2 separate regions of the Mus musculus genome follow, and region 2 is linked to region 1. The links are chromatin contacts, called in public Micro-C maps. All regions are on one chromosome and are shown on one strand. Each heading gives the region's core, a stretch centred on a gene start, on an enhancer-like site or on the middle of the called end of the contact. The rest is flanking DNA. Distances are from core to core; before and after follow the strand shown. Region 1 holds the start of Pou6f1 (POU domain, class 6, transcription factor 1). Region 2 holds the start of Aqp6 (aquaporin 6).

Region 1 (2,700 bases), core at 158-2,657:
TGTGAGAGAGAGAGAGAGAGAGAGAGAGAGAGAGAGAGAGAGAGACTTTGTTGTTCAGGCTGCATCCTAATTCACAGGTTCATTCGGTTTGCTGCCTCTCCAGCAGCCGGTCCTACAGGTGGGACGGTGCCCGGCTCAGGCTACCTCTGTTTGTAAAACTAAACTGTATCGTTTGCCTAGACCGCAAATGGATGGACGCGCTGGGATAAAACCCCAAGCTTTCTGGTTCTTGACCCTTTAGTTAGTCTCACCCGCAGTGCCTCCTCCATGGCCCCAGGAAAACAGCGGACAGCCCAGCTCTGCGGCACCAGTAGCCAGCATGATGCAGGCAGCCTGGAGTGTACCTGTTGGTCAAACCCAGCCGATGCTGCTCCCCTCTCCTCCTGAGTGTGTGCTTCCACTGGAGACGTTTAAGGGACTGTCTGGCAAGGGCTCTACAGTTCATCATTTCTCCTATTGCTGCTTCTGCACGGCCTACCGAGATCATCCTAGACCACGGAAGCACGGGTGTGGGGTGAGGGCGAAGAGGGAAACACTGTTGGGAATCCACTTGGCTGCGTTGATAACGCTCTTCTCTGGTGACTCCCTTCATTCTTTCTCGCTCTCCTGGTCTTCCTTCTTTTGTCCATTATGTCCCAAACCTTCGTTCCCCTGGCCCCTAATCGGCCTCTGAGTCTCCCTCTACCTTCAAAAGTCAGTAGATATAACAAACCCTCCCCACCATCACGGTCCCCAAAACAGTGGCTTGTTTTTCTCCATCGCGTCAAACTTTGCCTTTCTTTTCACACCTTCGTGTGCTGCTTGACTAGCCCGCAGGCTGCAGGTGGGACCCCGCCCCTCCTGAAGGTGGGAAAGCGAGCTAGCTCAGCAGAGCGTCCGGGACCCTGGTCCCTCTGGGATGTGCACAGCTGCTCCGGAGACCCTGAGCCTTAGTGACGTCCGAGTTCCCTCTCCTTTACGGCCTAGAGGACAGACGTGAACTTGAGGTTGGCCGTTGAGAAGGGCAGTTGACCACCAGAGAGTCACGGTTGTCACTGCTCAATCCTCGGCTGAAGGGAAGGCGACACGGGGTCCCCTATCGAGACTCCAGTCCTGCTCTCCAAGGGGGCTGAGTCAAGCGGCCCCACAGGCCCTGGGTCCCAGTCCCCGCGAGGCCTGGGGTTCCTACCCACCCCCACGCGCAGCTCGCAGCTTCCCAGACCCCCCCTCCTTTTCCTGACCGCCGCCCCCGGCGGCTGGCGCGGGAGGTGCAGCATGCGGCAAAGCGCTTTGCATAAATTATGCTCATGACGCAGCAGCTAAAAAAATCCAAGTAGCAGAAGGAGGGAAAGGGGGGGAGGGAGGAGGGGGCGAGGAGGGGACTGCACCTGGCCGCCCCCGCCCCCGGCGTCCCGGCCCGTGCGTGGCCCGCAACCCACCGCCGCTCCGCTCTGCCAGCCCCGGCGGGGGGCTCAGGGGGCGGCGGGTCCCGAGTGGCTCCGGGCCGAGCGAGCCGGGCCGAGCCGCTCCGGCTTCTTTGTCTGCGGGCGGCCGCCCCGGCCGCGGCCCCCTGGCCCGGGCTGGGGGATGAGTGTCTAGCCGGTGGCCGCTGGGCAGCCGGGGAGCGGGAGGCTGGGCTTCGGGCTCCGGTGAGTAGCGGGGTCCGGGGCGGGGAGGGCTTTGCACGGAGGGGGAGGGGGCCGGGCAGGGGAGGTTTCGAATTTGGTTAATATGCAATGCCCGTAATTAGCATAATTTATATATTTATGATAAAGAGAGAAAAAGGCGCGGGGCCGGGGCGGCGGGCTGCGGCCCCGGAGGCTGGAGCTCTGGGAGTCGAGGGCCGCGCTCTGCCCACCTGGGGCCGCAGACCCCGGGCCGCACCCTGGTCTCCGGTCCCCGCGGACACTCGAGGAGGGGCGGCCGCTTGGGTGGACGCCCTGCCCTGGTGGGGGGCGGGGTGTCGGGGAGAGGCACGTAGAGTCCTGGATCCCGGGACGCTTGGGTTCCCTGGCGACCTGTCACCGCTACTCCGGAGAAAGGGCTGGTGGGACTCTGGGGGGCAGAGACCTCGCTGTCACTGGAAGGATGGGGGAATGGTGGGAGGGTCACCGTCGATCAGAGCGTGAGCACTTCATAAATATTTAATGACAGTATTAGTATTAATAATGTCATAAAACGGGCCCACTATCTCCTCCCGGGACATTTGCACCTGGCAAGGCTGAGGGATCTCCAGAGTGGCTTCTAAGCCACTTCAGCGCTAAGATCGCCTCCTCGGGCTTGGGTGGGAAGCCTGAAACCTTTACAGAGTAGTCGCTGCAGCTGGGCAGGAGAAAATGAAAGCCTGCTCAAAAGCTTCCCTAGGCCAAAGACAGGAAGCTCCTAGCAGACACAGAGACTGTAGCCTGTTGGCTCCCTGGCATTCCTTGCTCACAAAATAGAAGGCGGGGCCCCCAGTTCCATGCATATATACCCGTCGCTTTGGTAATCTACGACAGTCAACACTGCAAACCGGCATGCTGGGCGTGTATTCCGTTTTGATTGAAGTTTGTGAGCAGGATATTTCTGTGACTCGGGGGCCTCTTTACATATGTAAAGCAGAATCACATTCATTCCTTCTATGGTACTTCAATAAAAAAAAATCAGTGTGCGAGAGCCGCACTCAGACAAAGCCCCACCTGTCCTGGAAGGAGCAAGACAAACAAACTCGGAAAAAAACAA
Region 2 (2,700 bases), core at 152-2,651, 1.0 Mb after region 1:
GCTGTTGTGGACCTTAGCAGAGAGGATTGCACTGGAGTGGACTTGGGCTCTGAGCACAGGACAGTGAGACTCCCTAGTCCTTCCTACTCTCCCCGGCTGAGGGCTGATGCAGGACCCTAAGGAGGTCTGTGGGGTCTGTGCAGCCGGCTCGCATTGCATCCGGATGCCTGCTCCCCGTGCAAGTGCCTGACACGTCTCCCACTCTCCCATTGAGTGAGGCCCGCGGTTCAACGGTGCCTCAGAAGTTAAGGAGTGATGAAAAAGCTTGAGGGAAGAATGGAGGGGCTGCGGGTAGAGGTGGAAGCAGATGGAGCAAAGATGATGAGAGGAGTGAAGCAGGCCTCGGAAACAGAGAAACCAGCAGGATACACAGAGAGAGTACAAGGCCAGTTAGGTAGGGCTCTCCCTCTCCCTCTCCCTCTCCCTCTCCCTCTCCCTCTCCCTCTCCCTCTCCCTCTCCCTCTCCTTCTCTCTCTCTCCTCTCCCTCTCCCTCTCCCTCTCCCTCTCCCTCTCCCTCTCCCTCTCCCTCTCCCTCTCCCTCTCAAGCCCAGCTTGGCTCCTCGCTGACAGCTCTTAGCTGCCCCTGATTCCCTCCCCTTCGTATTGTCTCGGTGTCCCATCTGTTTATCACACCATGTTGCCATTTCTGTCTGGCCTAGGTGAATGCTTAAATGGGAGAGGAACCCGGGGCAGCTCAGAATAGCTACATTGTTTCCTCCTGTCTGGCCTCCCACCGTGACCATCTGACTCCCTCAGGTGCCCTATCATCTGCCACATGACTGGGCCTCTTTGCACCTACCACGTTGACCCCAAGGGTCTCTCGAATACCTCCTGGAGTTACCCCGTAAAGAAGAGCAGCCCCAGCTGTGGCCCCAGCCAGCTGCGCAGCGATATAGGCCATAGCCCGAGGCAGAGAGATATGGGATCCCACGAGGTAGGCCAGGGTCACAGCAGGGTTGGCGTGGGCCCCGCTGGTCTTCCAGGAGATCTGCACGGCTGTGGCTGTGGCCAGATTGAAGGTGATGGCGATCTGGAGCACAGAGGGAAGCGCCACAGGCCAGGGCAGAACAGAGCCCACACCAAAGAAAACGTACAGCCCCGTGGCCAGGAACTCAGCAAAAAGCGCCTTGCTGATGGCGGTCCAAAGCCCGCCAACCAGAAGGTAAGCCCTGCTACACAGCCCTGGCTCCATGTCTTGTCACCTGCTTGCCTTCAGGTCTGCTGCCTCTTCTCCCTGATTCGTTCTGTTCCCTCAGGTCTCTTGACCCCTCCCCAGCTCTCCTGGCCTCCCTTTCTGTGGCAGCTTCCCCAGCCAGCTAAGGTGCCCCCAGCACACTGCTGGCCTTAGAAACAAGCTGCTCAGATTCATGGGGAGCCAGCTGATGGCATTGTGCGTGTCTGGGGGTGGGAGGTTCAGAGTGCTCACGTGTCTGTTCCAGCTCGGGGCTCACCTGACAGGAGGGGGCCAGGCCAGTAAGGAGGAACACTGGGCACTGAGCTGGAACCTCCCGGGACTGGCTGCCAAAAGAAGTCTAGCCTGGGACTTGGGGACTTGGGGAGTGGAAGTCAGATCCCTAATGTCAGCTTAGAGACCAGCAAGATCATGGAGAAACCCACATCCAAGGCCTGCTGCAGGGGTGCCTGTGTGCTAATTGCCTAGTCTCTTCTTCTTAAATGGTGGGGTGTATTCTGTGCCCCATAAGCCCAGGTGCGAAATTAAGTTCTTTCCACCATTCCCCCGTAAAACATGGCATCCAGGTCTCAGGCACGGGCAATCAACTTGATTGAGGATGTGGTCCTGGTGGTGTGGAAAGGAGCTGGGGTTCACCACACGGATGCTCAAACCATGATAGCTGCTGCATGTGGCCCGAACAGTTCTGCTGTCCGCCGGTGGGGGATCCCCTGTGCTTTTTCCCTCACTTCCTGCCTCTCTGCCTCCCTTCGGGACCTTGTTCTCAGAGCCCCCCACCCCCATGATTTATTACATCAGATGGGTTATCTACTTATATAGCTATGTCATCCTAAAGTGTCACCGTGCCTCTTCCCCAGTAGCATCAGATTTCTCAAACAGAGGTGTTCCCTCTGTGGAGCTGCCCAAGCAATACCTGCATCCTGCCCTAACCCTGGCTGCACCTGGTTAACTGCAGGCTCCTCAAACAGAGTCTGTCCCCAAATGCCACCCTCCCTGTCTCCCACACTTCTCTCCAGCGCAGTTGGTGGCACCCAAGAAGTGTCTTTGACCCCTTTCCAGAGGAAGGCATCGAACTCTGCTAGTTTTGAATCCCGAGTGGTCCCGGCTGGGCTCTCCTCCTCACCGTGCAGCCTTTAGCCGGTCCGCCCTCACTTTGCCCTCCTCAGTCCTCCACACTGCGGTCTGAATGATGCTTTGTTTTGTTTTGTTTTTTAAAGCAGTGCTCAGCCGGCTGCTGTCCTGCTGCAGTCTCTGCCACCCTCTTTGGAGGTCTAAGCCAGAATGACAAGGTCCTGTGGGGCCCCATTCCTCCTGCCTCCCTCGTCCTTCTTCCTTTGTCCCCTGGCATCCTGGGATGAACATCCTGCCATCTCCACCCCCACCCCCACCCCTTCATGGAGAGCCTTCTGTACTCTTCGCCTGAACCTCTTAACCCATCCTGGAGGACAGCTTCCAGCGCCACCTGCTCTGTCCTAAGGCCATCTCTGTGTGTTGCCGCCATACCTAA

Evidence for each region. A called contact is a pair of places that touch in the nucleus more often than the background predicts.
Region 2: a Micro-C map of embryonic stem cells shows a contact between it and region 1, with 1.8 times the contacts expected there. The contact joins the promoter of Aqp6 here to the promoter of Pou6f1 in region 1. A contact is called at or near these places in 1 of 39 promoter capture datasets (hippocampal neurons) and 1 of 484 Hi-C or Micro-C datasets (embryonic stem cells).

What each region holds. Positions count from the first base shown.
Region 1 is chr15:100,598,691-100,601,390 of GRCm38.p6, reverse strand. Pou6f1 (POU domain, class 6, transcription factor 1) reads left to right here and starts at 1,407. Exons shown (of 11, transcript NM_001304965.1): 1 at 1,407-1,628.
Region 2 is chr15:99,599,901-99,602,600 of GRCm38.p6, reverse strand. It overlaps Aqp6 (aquaporin 6), which reads right to left and starts at 1,401. Exons shown (of 5, transcript NM_175087.5): 1 at 801-1,401; 2 at 1-12. The coding sequence starts at 1,193. Gm34765 (a long non-coding RNA gene) reads left to right here and starts at 1,059. Exons shown (of 5, transcript XR_875660.2): 1 at 1,059-1,163.